Linked DNA regions of Rattus norvegicus: all the other regions are linked to region 1. A link is a contact called in public Hi-C data. All regions are on one chromosome and are shown on one strand. Each heading gives the region's core, a stretch centred on a gene start, on an enhancer-like site or on the middle of the called end of the contact. The rest is flanking DNA. Distances are from core to core; before and after follow the strand shown.

What was found. Hi-C and Micro-C count contacts between places; a contact is called where the count stands out from the background.
Region 2: a Hi-C map of liver shows a contact between it and region 1, with 3 times the contacts expected there. The contact joins the promoter of Serpina4 here to the promoter of Serpina3n in region 1. A contact is called at or near these places in 10 of 12 Hi-C or Micro-C datasets (the A7r5 cell line, the Rat2 cell line, Schwann cells and 6 more).
Region 3: a Hi-C map of liver shows a contact between it and region 1, with 5 times the contacts expected there. The contact joins the enhancer-like site here to the promoter of Serpina3n in region 1. A contact is called at or near these places in 2 of 12 Hi-C or Micro-C datasets (hepatocytes and liver).
Region 4: a Hi-C map of the A7r5 cell line shows a contact between it and region 1, with 3 times the contacts expected there. The contact joins the promoter of Serpina11 here to the promoter of Serpina3n in region 1. A contact is called at or near these places in 7 of 12 Hi-C or Micro-C datasets (the A7r5 cell line, Schwann cells, frontal cortex and 3 more).
Region 5: a contact with region 1 is called in a Hi-C map of liver, with 3 times the contacts expected there. The contact joins the enhancer-like site here to the promoter of Serpina3n in region 1. A contact is called at or near these places in 2 of 12 Hi-C or Micro-C datasets (kidney and liver).

Annotation. Positions count from the first base shown.
Region 1 is chr6:129,087,017-129,089,716 of GRCr8, reverse strand. Serpina3n (serine (or cysteine) peptidase inhibitor, clade A, member 3N) reads right to left here and starts at 1,325. Exons shown (of 5, transcript NM_031531.3): 1 at 1,235-1,325.
Region 2 is chr6:128,763,418-128,766,248 of GRCr8, reverse strand. It overlaps Serpina4 (serpin family A member 4), which reads right to left and starts at 1,467. Exons shown (of 5, transcript NM_145097.2): 1 at 1,432-1,467.
Region 3 is chr6:128,646,092-128,648,836 of GRCr8, reverse strand. All of the region lies in intron 2 of Serpina1 (serpin family A member 1), which reads left to right. Among named protein-coding and RNA genes, the nearest start is that of Serpina1, 5.7 kb to the left of the region's middle. Within about 2 kb of position 1,461, at least 4 of the 93 cell types and tissues checked have an H3K27ac peak or open chromatin away from gene starts, as enhancers often do. A contact at or near this core is called in hepatocytes and liver, where this site is marked.
Region 4 is chr6:128,676,187-128,678,886 of GRCr8, reverse strand. It overlaps Serpina11 (serpin family A member 11), which reads left to right and starts at 1,433. Exons shown (of 5, transcript NM_001166352.1): 1 at 1,433-1,535.
Region 5 is chr6:128,719,572-128,722,412 of GRCr8, reverse strand. All of the region lies in intron 3 of Serpina12 (serpin family A member 12), which reads left to right. Among named protein-coding and RNA genes, the nearest start is that of Serpina12, 11 kb to the left of the region's middle. Within about 2 kb of position 1,367, at least 2 of the 93 cell types and tissues checked have an H3K27ac peak or open chromatin away from gene starts, as enhancers often do. A contact at or near this core is called in liver, where this site is marked.

The DNA of each region.
Region 1 (2,700 bases), core at 76-2,575:
AGGGGAAGGTTCTCTCAGCCATACCAGGCCACCACATGGTGCTTTATACCTCAGGCTTGGAAGGCCTTCTGGTGGGAAGAAGGACAGGTATCAATTTCTCACACCTGGACCAGATTTCATGTTGGCTGTCAGGATGTCTGTGTGATAGCAAGCAAATGGGTGGACCTCTCTGTGTAGCTTGGTGAGGGGTCCAGGTTACATTATGGGTAAGTGGTTGGCTTATTGTGGGCATTGGGTGGTTGTAGGGAATGTGTAGGGGTCCATCTCCTTTCTATACACCTGATGTGGGGGTCACAGGCATCGTAATGGGCTATTACGATCCTGGTAAACAAGATTGTGTACCTTTAGCCTCTGGCCACTTGTACAGATGTCCAAAGGTGAAGGTGAACAGTAAATGAACAGGAGGCAGAGGAAGAAGAGAAAGGGGAGAACAGGCATTTGGAGAAGGAAGGGAGTGATAAAGTGGAAGAAAGTGGGGTGGGGAGATAGGAGGAAGGGGATCAGGGAGAGGAGGATGGAGCTAAGGGAAGATGGAGTGGAGAGAAGAAGGATTTACAAGAGGAGGGTGTGCTGGTGCTAAGCCACTCGTGCAAATAGCCGTGACATGCCTGCAGACGAGCCAGGGACCTCAGCAACTTGGCTGGTTTTGCTTTCAGACTCATGCAAACATTTCTTTGGAAAAGTACTAAACAACATTTTGTGCCAAAATTATTTCCGGAGTAAAGAGGCTGCTGGGTTTGTACAGCAGGAGACGTGACTCAGTGCATGAGCCTTCTTTGCTTCCCCTGTTGAGGGTGAAGCCCCTGAGCGTGACCATGGCATCTGGGATCTAGGAGGGAAGTGGGATCCCACTCCCCAGGCATGTCTTCTGTGATGTGATCACAGCAGAGCTGCCACCTCCCCCGGCGTGACTCTGCAACAGTCCTGTGTCACCCTAGCAATGGCAGCAGTAGGCAAGCTAGCAAGCTCTCAAAACTCCACCTGTGGAGTCAGAGGTGCAGGCTCCATTTACTCTCCATGAGCACAGACCACAGCATCTGCATCTTCCATAGGCAAGAGCAACAAACCAGAGAGGAAATTTCATGAACCCCAGAAATGTTCCCTGCTTCTAACCTAGTATCTCAGCCAAAGCTCTTGCTCCACCCCCACAAACATAGGTTGCAGACCATAGCCAGTACCACACAGGCCTGGGAAGGTTCCTTCTGCTCCAGGAGGCAGGAATCGTGGGCATTACCTGCAGAGCCGATACCAGCCAGCTGCCAGCCTCTGTGATTGCTGACTCCTGATGTTCAGGGTTGCCACTTCCCTGGTGTGTTGTTATCCCCAGTGCACAGGGATGCCTATTTAACCCCACCAAGGGCTCCTCCCTCCTCTTAGGAAATGCTGGCATGGACAAGCTGTGCTCTGTGTTTAGACTGGAAATGGGCAGACGGGATGATTTCTGGGAACATGGACTCATAGTCCCTACTTTCTGATGGGAAAATTCCCATCTCTGCTCTACACAAGCCTACCGATCTCCTGGGCATGTCTTTGGTTTACCAAATGGTTCAGAGTCAATGTGGAAAGTGTGTGTGGGGGGAAGTCAGAAGTAAAGGGAGAGTGTAGGACCTCTGCTATACTTGTCTTTAGGGAGGGCTGCAGCTAACATTCATCCTGGAGCCTCTAAGTCATTTTGGAAGGAATAGAGCGACTCTCTACGCCCATCCTTCCAGTTACTCTATGGAAATGTCCATGGTAATAAACACACACGTGGTGCTGACAGAACCTGTCTACATCTATATCTGTCCTGTCAGGAATGACTGTATGCTAAATAGAGACTTGCTCTTCCCTCTATGCCTCATTCCCAAACCTCTCTGTTGGGCAGGAACATCATGGCCAGTCATGCTTTTCTTTTCTCTTACACTTCTTACATGCATCCAGCTCCTTCCAGTATTCTTCTTCTCCTAAACCCTGAAGAGCCTCTTTGTCTACTGACTCCTACTGATGCTTTAATGTGTTCTCTTCCGCACACCCTCATTGATCCCAAAGTACAGGACACCTTTTCTCTTTCAGAGGGTTCTCATCAGCACTCCCATTAACACTCTACTCTAGGACCCTACTTTTACTCATGTATCACTCTGCACAAGACTTAAAACCTTGCAGACAGTACCTGATTAATAAAGGTGCTCTCCAGCATACTCTTTTAGCCCTGTATCACCTCTGCCTTGCCCATCCCAAAGCCTGATGGCTTTTACTGCCCATGCTCAGGACCTCAGCATCATCAACACAGCATCCTTCCTATCCCATGCTCAGGACCTCAGTATCATCAGCACAGCACCTGCCTATCCCATGCTAAGAACTTCAGCATCATCAGTGCAGCAACTGCCTATCCCCCAGTAGTGCCTAACCCTCATACTTGACTTTCTCACACTCTTCCTCTCCTTTTCCCTTTACACCCAGATGACAGCACCTCAACTTACTTGGACTATCTGCCCTAGGGGATCTGTCTTAGTTCCCATTACTTCAACCAGGCTCTGGCCACTGACCTCCTTTCTCCCAACCTGTCCCCCAGCAGCTTAAACCAGTATGTAGATGACCTTATACAATGATACCCCTCACTCTGCTGCTTTGGAGCAGCATTCAAGAACTCTTCTTGGGGCTAGAGAGATGGCTCAGTGGTTAAGAACACTGGCTGCTCTTCCAGACATCCTGAGTTCAAAT
Region 2 (2,831 bases), core at 218-2,717, 320 kb after region 1:
AAAGGCTGTTCACTTTTCTAAAGAGTCCAATCTAATGATCCTACCACCGTTAGGTTCTTTGTGACCACCCTGTGACCATCTCTCTGGCCTTCTATGCCCCCCTCCCATGTCATATCCTGAGTTTCTCTGCCATGACTCGCTCTACCCTAGGCATTGGAAAGCAACTGTGGACAATGCAAGCATTTTAAACAAAACTCTAGGCATGGGTCCTGCAGTCTAAAATTCAAATAACCTTAGAGTGTCACAAAACCCTGTCTGTTTTTCTCTTCTCTTCTACTAGGAAATGAACGCTGAGCCTCATGTATCTTATGAAAATGCTGCCGAGTTTTACCTCTAACATCGTCAGCCATTTCTCCACTTAAAAATTTTTACTTATTTTTAGATGTGTGTGTCTGTTTGCATGCATGCATGTGCACCCACATTTACGTGCCCATAAAAGGCAAAAGGGTGTTGTATCACCCAGAACTAGAGTTACAGGTGGGATACCTAGTGTAGGTGCTAGGAACGGAACCCAGTTCCTCTATAAGAACAGTTAGTGCTCTTGGCTACTGAGCCATCTCTCCACCCCTCGTACCCTTGACTTTAATGGTACGTTTGTTGCACAGTTTGAGAACACAGGGTGGTAGGTTTAATAAAGACCCACCTGGCTTCCCACTTGTCTTGAGATACCATCTCCCTCAATTGTCTGGGGAACTAACTCTTTAGCACCAGGAGGCACTGAAGATGGCTTTCTGTTCATAGCAGGGATGACAGTCTTGGGTCACCACTTTCATCAACATGGTTCAATGATTTATAATTCATGCATGTATATTTAACTTCTATTTTCAAACGATAACCTCTGTGCTGGTATTCTACATCTCATACCCCTCACTTGGAGTGTGGGTCACATTTGACACTTGAACTGTCCTTTGCTGACTTTGAACACAATCACAATAGTAGCTCTGCCCAGTTTTACTTCATGGAAAAGAGAATTTGATAACGTACCTGGCTTCCCAGACTCTCCTGTCCCTAAATATCTTCTGAAATTCAGCCTCCAATACACACTCCTTTCTGTGGCTTCAAGTGAATTACTCAGACTGCCCCTCCTCCCAGCCTCCAACTTCCACTGTGTCAACAGCACCTGCCTGGAGCATTGGAATATCTAGATTCAGCAGACGCTGCCCAGAGCTAGCTGTGTGGAAGCGTGAGGGGCTTGAGTGCAGTGGCCTAGCGAGGGAGCAAGGGCATTGAGCACAGGTACATCACAGTTTCAACCCAGTCTCAGCATTTCTAACATGTAGGGAGGGTGACCAGATGTCCAGTTGACCCCAGACTCCCCTCCAGGTTTAGCTCTAAAGTCAAGTGACCCAGGAAGAGCTTTTGGTCTTGGGCTAATCAGAATTGCAAGTCACTCTCTTTTGACATTGTTCTCCCTTCCCCTGGGTTACTCACGGAACAATTCCTCCTGTAGTGACCCTGGTGACTATCTGAGCTGCAGAGTGGCTTGTGGAGCTCAGAAAATTGGATTCCTCTGATGCCCCACTCCAGATCAACTAATGATTAACAAACAGAACCATGGGACTAGCACAGATTCCTCACCGGAAGTGAGCCTGCCTCCCCCAGGACAACACTCTTCTACCCTCCCAGGGGAATCTGGGATGGTTTGTTTGCTTGTGCTTGCATAATGTGTGGAGGATTTCCTGGGAAAGACCTTTAGAGGATCTGGTCTTCACCTGGCCTCCCATGTGCTTTGCGAACATAAACCATTTCTGGGCTCCAGATCTTACTCCCACCTCAAAGGATCACAGTAGATCAAAGGCATTGCTGCCTTTGCGCGTCAAGTGAGAACATTTTCAGATTGTCACTGCAAGGGGCTGAGGGTATATACAACTGGAGAGAGCTAGTTCTCACAGTCCAGATGCTACCGAGTGAACTTGAGAGCCTGCTCAGGACCTCTAGTTTCCAGCCTAAACTCTGTGATTTCTGAAGCTAGACCTCCCAAGATGTGACCTACGGGTCCCTAAAGTCAGTACATTAAGCACAAGGGTGGAGTGGGGTAGAACTAGCCTGCTGGTCCAGGAACTCAAATCTTTAACTGTGGAATTAGACTACTTCTCTTCAGGAGAAGCAGGCAAGCATCTGCATGAAGCAGACCTTCTGGGGCCACTGTTATTCAGGCTTTTTGGGGGAAGAGCCATGGAGAAAGACCTCGGTGTTTCAGGATGACTGGCTACCCTTTGGTTCTTGGCATCTGCCTCTGATGTGCTAAGACAGAGGTCAGGGATTGAATTCAGACAGTCTCTGCCATCTTTGAGATACAGGACTTCATTTAAGCTTTGCCGCACCCCACTCTTTCTGTCTTGGTCCTCAGTTGTCATTTAGGCACATCTAGCTCATTGATAGATTGTCATGAGAACATGGGGTGTTCTCACATTGCTGGCTCCTGGGGTGTCTTTCCCCCTTGGTCTTAGCAGCGAGGAAGAGCCAGGGTAGAAACTGGGCTCCCTGCTGGTTAAGATATCACTGTGCTTTGGTTTCCTCCTACCTAAACCATGAATAATAATTCCCCCATCTCACAGGGGGAATTGCCATGAGAGCTCGAGAAACCCACATTCTTCAAGTGTTTCAAATAGAGGCTAGTATGACACCATTAAGTGCCCAGTGAGTATAAGTCACGTAGTCATTGGTTTACTCAAGGCAGGTCACACATTTTTTTACCCCCAAATGCACAAAGGTCGAACTATTTGGGGTGTGATCCTTTTAAGCAGTTTCAAGAGACCTCTGGGCATTTCTGAGGCATGTATTGGGTCTGACTGTTTGATGACATTTTACCCCTACTACTACCCTTTAGC
Region 3 (2,745 bases), core at 212-2,711, 440 kb after region 1:
CTCCTGGCTTCCCTCCCAGCTCAAAGGACAAGGCATATAAGATTTTGTTGAATGATTAAAGCCTTTAGTGAAATGAGTTCTTGCTCTCCCTCCCCTGCTATTGTAGAGTAACCAAGAGTGTGCCCCAGACAAACATCTAACATCCCAAATGTTCTCATTCTAGCAGAAGAGGTGCCAATCTTAACCACCGAATAAGAGAAAAACTATATTTCTTCCCTCTAACTCATTCCCTCAGTTATGCAGAGAGCCTATTCTTTGCTTAGCACAAAACCAAGGCCTCGTGATACTCTAAATCAGCTTACAGTCGAGAGCCAAGTGACTCACGTCACCACTTTTCAGGCATGTATCAGGTTACACTTTTTTTTTCCTGTTCCGTACCAGCCTTGTGATGACCTAAGGCTAGGTGCTGGACTCCAGTAAATCTTCCCTGCCTCATCTTCAAGGTAGAAATCAGAAAAGAATGGACCTGTGAGGGCCAGCATCCAGGCGGTACTCAGAAGGGCACGTGTCCTGTGCCACGTGCTCTACAGTTGTCAGTCACCGTGATGATAGCAGATATGGACAGAGGCTATGGATGCAGACAAGATGGAGAAAAAGAGGTAGGTGGGCATGTACTATCAGCTGTCTCCCCATTTGTCCTGAAAGGTGTACCATAAGAAAACCAAAATGGCAGCAGAATGGTCAGCCAGCCAGCCCGTCACAGCATGTTCTGGAGGTCAGAACAGGCAGAGCTGTGAGAACAGAGACATAGTGGTGGGGGTGGATTGCATCATTCCCTTCACTTACCCACCCCCACCAGGTTCTGCCCTGCTGCAGAATGGCAAAGCATCTTACCCAGAACTGACTCTACCAGAAGGTCAATTTTCTTAAACTATACTTGCTAAGGTTTGAGAAATACTAGTTTGGCCAGTAAGCCTCTACACCCGGACGCTCGAGCCAAATGCACCTGCGCTGTTTACTTATGACAGCTCAGCTTGCCCGACTTCCTGCTTTCCCTTGAGAACTCTCTTTTCTCTTAGAAAGGCGTCTTTGATTCTTGACAAGCAGCAACCCAGCTTCTACACACAGTCTGTGACCTCTGACAAGTTCCCCCATCCAGCGCCCCTGTGACAACGTCTGTGCCTCGTTTTGAGTGCATTTCTGATTTTTGTTTCTCAGGAGGTAGGAACATTGTCCTCCGCCTGGGACCTTTCAGGACAAGGCCTGGCAGACAGGGCCCCATAAGTGGTGATCATGATTCAATAAGTGATACCTCATCTTGGAGTCCATCTGAGGATCTGTGTGGTAAAATGACAGCAGGGAGGGACCTGGTGAAATGGAACAAACAGAAATGTTCAAGGTCAACACCAGCAAGTCAATAAGTTCAATCAATGGAACTTTTTCAAGCCAAGGTCTGAGTTGGGCAAGTTCTAAGAATCGAGGCCTATGTTGTTTGAGCCACCCCCGCAAAGCCGGTGTTGGTGCACAACAAGCCCCAGACACCCAGTGGCTGTCCCTTGGCCTCTCTAGAGCAAGTCCTGCATGCCCTGTCCTACAAGAGGTTCACCTTATCTCCACAGGGGTATCATCAAACCATCCATCTCTGGAGAAAATGAACATAGGGCTTGAGCTGGTGTCATAGCCGTAGTACACAGCATCCAGAATGTAAGTTGTGTTCAAAAACAAGACAGACAGCCCTGAACACCCGAGTGCGTGCGCGCACACACACACACACACACACACACACACACACACACACACACCCCACCTAAAGATTTCCTGTTGGGCAAAATGACAAATCAACCACCAAGAAGGAAGCTGTAATAGGTTTAGTCCCTTTAAAACTGTAAACTCAGATTGGGAAAGGATATTTACCAACCCTACATCTGATAGAGGGCTAATATCCAAAATATACAAAGAACTCAAGAAGTTAGACTCCAGAGAGACAAATAACCCTATCAAAAATGGGGTACAGAGCTAAACAAAACATTCTCAGCTGAGGATTATCGAATGGCCCAAAAAGCACCTAAAGAAATGTCCAACTTTCTTAGTCATCAGGGAAATGCAAATCAAAACAACCCTGATATCCCACCTCACAGCAGTCAGAATGGCTAAGATCAAAAACCCAGGTGACAGAAGAGGCTGGTGAGGATATGGAGAAAGAGGAACACTCCTCCATTGTTGGTGGGGTTGCATACTGGTACAACCATTCTGGAAATCAGTCTGGAGGTTCCTCAGAAAATTGGACACTCCACTACCTGAGGACCCAGCTATACCTCTCTTGGGCATATACCCAAATGATGCTTCAACATAGAACAAAGACACATGCTCCACTATGTTCATAGCAGCCTTATTTATAATAGCCAGAAGCTAGAAAGAGCTCAGATGCCCTTCAACAGAGGAATGGATTCAAAAAATGTGGTACATCTACACAATGTAGATACTACTCAGCTATTAAAAACAATGATTTCATGAAATTCATAAGCAAATGGAATGAACTAGAAAATATCATCCTGAGTAAGGTAACCCAATCACAGAAAAACACACTTCGTATGATAAGTGGATATTATCCAAAAAGCTCGAATTACCCAAGATACAATCCACAGACCACAGGAAGCTCAAGAAGAAGGATGACAAAAATGTGTATACTCCCACTCCTTCTTAAAGGGGGAAAAATATCCATAGGAGGGGATATGGAAGCAGTGATTCAAGGAACGGCCATTCAGAGCCTGCCCCACACGTGGCCCATATATATACAGTCACCAA
Region 4 (2,700 bases), core at 184-2,683, 410 kb after region 1:
CTTTTAAAATGCTCCTTGCTGATGATATTTGCTTGTAGAATTTAAGAATTCTACTTTCTAATGTTAAAATGTTATTAGTTATTCTCATCGAGATAAAAAAGGCTTACAAAGGGGCTGGAGAGTGTCGCTGAGTTAGTAGGGTGTGGCCCTGTGACCTGAGGACACGTCTTAGATTCCCAGCATGCACATACAATGCTAGATGTGGTGACATGGGCTTGCAATCTCATTGGGGAGGCAGACACGGGTGGATCCCTGGGGCTCCATAGGCAGCCAGCATCGTCCAATCCGTGAACCCCAGGGCCCAGTGTGAGACCCTGCCTCATCATCAGGTGGATGATAGCTTCTGAAGAATGACTCCTCTGGGTCTGCCCTCTGCCTTCCACATGAACGCAGCATCCCCCACCCACAGACACTCACCAACAAAAATACAAAGTCACCTCTGTCCCATCAGGGAGCAACAGTCTCTTAAACAAAATAAACCTTAGCATCAGGTAGGTGTGTGTGTGTGTGTGTGTATGCACATGTATGTGACTGTGTATGGACACACATGTGCGTACATGTGTGTGACTATGTGTGTGTATGTGAGTATGTGTTGGAGAGTCTGTGTGAATGTATGTGTACATATGTGTGTGCTCGATCACACACGTGTGTATGTGTGTGCACATGTATGTGACTGCATGTGGACACACATGTGTGTACATGTATGTGGCTATGTGTGTGTATATGTGAAAATGTGTTTGAATGTCTGAGTGTGTACACGTGTATGTATGTGTGTGCACATGTATATGACTGTGTGAACACACATGTGTGTACGTATGTGGCTGTGACTGTGTGTGTGTGTTTTTGTGTCTGTGTTAACGTGAATACAAGTCCTCTGAGAGTCCAGAGAAGGATGCCAGATCTCCTGGAGCTGGAGTCACAGGCAGATGTGAGTGCTGGGAACAGAACTCCGATCCTTTGATAAAGCAGTTCGTGCTTTCTTTCTACCTCTGAACCATAGCTCCAGTGCCCACTACCTAGTCTTTCAACACTCACCAACCTTCGTTCCAGCACCTTCTCCACTCTCGCAGATTATACTTATGAAAAGTGTCTGGAAAGTGATGGGGTGCTTGGTGGCATGGTGGCAACAGCCCAGAGTGACTCGCAGGCAAGCCACCTGGCATGATGCTTCTCTCTGTGAAGTATGGGTGGCCACACTTTCCTCGAGGTCTCACAGCTAGGGTTGCTGACTCCTACAAAGCCTCCATTCACATGTCAGCATCTCCAACACTCCCCAAACCCCATCACCACCAATGTCACAACACCCGCAGACAGAATGGGGCTGTGAAACACAAGTCGCTTGCTTGTTTGTGGGACCAGCAGCCAGGTCACACTCTTGGAAAAAAATGTCCCATTTGTCCTATTTGCCTTCCTGTCAGTTCCAGGAATCAACCTGACAAGTATCGACCAGGCTGCTGTGGTGTTCAAACACTATGATCCTGTGAGCAGGAGGCCGTACGAGACTGTGGAGCTGGGCCCACCTGGGTGGCTTCTCTGTGAGTATGCCCTGTACCCAAAATGAAGGTGGGCCATTATCTGTCTGTCTGTCTGTCTGTCTGTTTAATATATATCCTACCTACCACCAGCTTTAGAGGTAGAAACAGGGGCAGCAAGTCCTGCTTCTGAATCTTGAAGCTAGAGCTTCAGGTTTTCAGGAATCGTCTCTGGAAAATTCAGCCATAAGGAATCTTGACCTATGAACTGCCAGCATAAAACCAGCTAGAAGCTAAGTAGCAACTTTATCAGAAACTCAGTTATGGCAACAAGCCTCTGCACAGAAGCCCAGGTCTGGCACTGAGCCTCGCCAATTCTAATTTCCCTGTGCACACAACTGGTCTAAGGGTGTCTGTGACTTGAGGGTCTCAGGAGCATTTGTTTAAACAGAAAGACGAGGAAGACTGTGACTCTTGGCATTTCAATAGCTTCCAGATGTTTGAGTGGCAGGCAGGAAGCAGCAGTAATATAATCATTGATTACCCAGAATGCTATGCTCACCTATGCCCTCCCCACACATTTGTAAATACCTCGGTGTGCAGCAATGATGCAATGTGCCCGATGTCCCCGGCACTTAAACAAACACTTAGAAACAAGAAGGTTATAACTCAGGAACAGGATTCTGCATTTTCTCTGAGAATCTGCCTGGGAGCAGAGTTAAGCGCACTTAAATTTCCAGTGCACCCATTCTCGGTAGAAACGGGACAAAATCTTCTGGACTGTATTTCTCATGAGCTGGTGCTCTGCAAGATGGACTTCATAAATCCCGAGAAGGGGTAGTAGCATTGCCATTTGGACTTTGCAGAAGGAGGCCCTGAATTGCAGAGACAGTTCACACAGCAAGTAACTGCAGTGTCCTAGTTCAAGCCAGGATCCCCTAGCTACAGTTCAGTCTTCCTTGGAAAACACATCCTTCTGCGAATCACCTTGGGGTCAGGAAGGGTGCTAAGATCAATGACCACAAATAGCGCCCTCACATTTTCTGTCCTTACTTTACCAGGGCGGACCAATTATTCAACATCTTCCTCTTTTTTTTTTTTTAATGTAAGGAAAGTCTCAAGCACACAAAACTCTCCTTAAGCCCCTTACGTGGAGCCGGTGCTGGAGGGAGGATGTGACTTTAGTTGATACCAGCCTTACTTTAGCCAGCAGGTGGCGCCTGTAATC
Region 5 (2,841 bases), core at 118-2,617, 370 kb after region 1:
CTTTTGAAGTAGCGTCCTTTCCCTCAACCAGCCACAAGGGCCCATGCCTACCTTTGGTTCCCTGCCTCACTGAATGAATGGATTGGAGGCCATCAGTCCTGCAGTAGCCAGAGGGATTTTTTTTTCAAGTTTAAAAGTAAAGTCTATAAAGTGGATGATGTGGAAATAGGTTTTATTTTTAATGTTTGGTCTAAAATACTGCTTTTTTATGTTTTAGTTTTAGATGTAAAATTTCATTTGGAAAATTTAAACTAATTTTTTAGTCAGCATGCAAGACAATGGGTTTCATGATGATATTTTCATATGAATACAAATCTGTGTGTATACATACACGTATATGTGTATACATGCATCTGTGTGTTGTATGTATATATGTATGTATGTATATATGTGTATACACACGTACACACACAACACACATACATATGTGTGTCTATGTGTGGACTGGTTCCTTCTTCCCCACATCGTGCCATGGTATCATGTCACACATGCATTATACGCATGTGTCTGTGTGAATCTAGAGTCCATACTTGAAAGAAAACTTGCTGTTTTGTTTTTCTTGTTCCCATTACTCTCTCTTATGCTCCCTTCTGCTCTCTTTGAACCCAGTCTTCATTGGTCCTCTTCCATTTCACATACACACACACACACACACACACACACACACACACACACACACACGGATATACTTACATATTTAAGTCTATATCCACATACAAATGAAAACACTAAATGTGTGAATTTTTCCTCCTCCATTCTCTGTTTCTGTTTGTTTTGACAGAGTACCCTGTAACCCAGGCTAGCCGTGAACTCCCCATGTAGCCAAGGATGACACTGATCTCCCGACCCTCCTGCCTGTGCAGTCTGAGTACTGGGGTTACAGGCACACATCACTGTACTTGGTTTACATTCTTGCCTTTCTGAGTCTGGCTTCGTTCACTTAACATGACCTCCATTTTCATGCAAATGTGGTACTCTCTAAAGCTAAGTAAAATTCCGATAGATAGATAGATAGATAGATAGATAGATAGATAGATAGATAGATAGATAGATAGATGTAGGTAGGTAGGTAGATAGATAGATAGATAGATAGATAGATAGATAGATAGATAGATAGATATGGATAGATATAGATATATTGATATATATTCATTTTCTGTATCTGTTCATCTGTTGCCATGCCCTGTATTGACAAGAGCTCATTGATAAGAGCTGAAGTTTTGTACACAGACACTGTGTCCTTTCATTGTTCAGGGACATCCCTCTAGGACTTTGCTCTTTGCTTCCTGACATCAGCAGTATCTGTGCTCTCTTTGGAGCCATCGCCAGCAACCAGGACACTATAACATTTCCTGTCATTCAGTCCTCTCACTGAGCGTAGGACAACAGACAGCACACTGTAGGGACTAATCCACAGCAGTCATCAGGCATGCAGTGCCCCGCACCCCGACCCCGTGCTGGTAGGCCTGTGTGCCTGGAGGAAACTCCTGATGTCATTAACCATTCTCAGTGACTCAGTTCCCTTGGTCCCCTCCACTGGTGAGTGCTGTGAAACACTTGCCTCTACTCCCTGCCCTGCCTTCTACCTCAAACTCACTTGATCAGATGTTTGCACTGTTCTCTTCTCAGAGACCATGGCGACTGAGGGGCCATGGTGCAGAGGCCAGGGTTATCATCTGGATGCTGTTTTCCCACAAGCCAGCCATACCTTCTCCTGGAACTTATCTGGAGCTCATCTGGAGCTTGTCTGGCCTCTCTCCTTCGCTGGCTCTCTTCCCCCGTCCCTGTGTTAGAGCTCAGTGCCATGGGGCTCAGTCTAGAGCCCTTTGCTCTCTAGATTTACCATCTAGTGACTACCACAGGCAGAAAGCCTTCAATATCATGTCAACCATGACACTGTTCCTGTCTTCAGCCCCAGTGTTCTCCCCTGAATGCCAGAGTCCTTTTCCTTTTAACTCAGGATATCCTCAAACATCTGATGGGATCATAGTCTCTAGGTGCTCAGTGTGTGTGTGTGTGTGTGTGTGTGTGTGTGTGTGTGTGTGTGTGTGTGTGTGTGTCTGTGTGTCTGTGTGTGTGTGTGTGTGTGCGCACACACACACACACACAGACACACACACACACACACAGAGAGAGAGAGAGAGAGAGAGAGAGAGAGAGAGAGAGAGAGAGAGAGAGAGATTGTCTGGCAATTCCACTCTCTGTTAAACCAAACTCCATCCACTGGTTCATAGTTGATCCATTTCTCCCAACTACTCCTACACGTGTCAGGAAGCTCTGTTAACCCCACACTGAAACAAATTGGGACTCGGCCTCTTTCCTACATCTCTGAGATTCCCATACCGACTGCCCATCACCTAGCAACCATGGCTGTCCCAAGTGTCAAATGCTAAGGGTATATTTTAAGCAGAACAACAGAGCCATCCTTCAGAATCTTCATCAAGACCAGGGCAAGCCTCTGCTCATCTGGAAACTGACCATGGCTCCCTATTGACTCAGGGAGAAATTCCAGCTTGTCCAGCTCCCTTCCTTGCTCAGGCTTGTCCCAAACCTCTTATCTGACCCCCATCAATCCTCATTCCTGCAAGTTGACCTGTTTTGTTGTTGCTGCTGTTCATACTTACTGTCCCCTTACACACTACCGGTACCTGTGGGCGTGCAGTGCTATGGTTTTCTTAGCATTGGTCTGTCTTCCAGCAGGAACACAAGTCAAATGCAAGGGCTTTTCCTGTCCATCCCCAGATATACGTTATGTTCTTAAAAACTATTTCTTGAAAGAATAAAGAAGTAGAAAGGCAAGTTTGGTGATTATCAGGCCTACGAACAGTATCAAGTTATGAG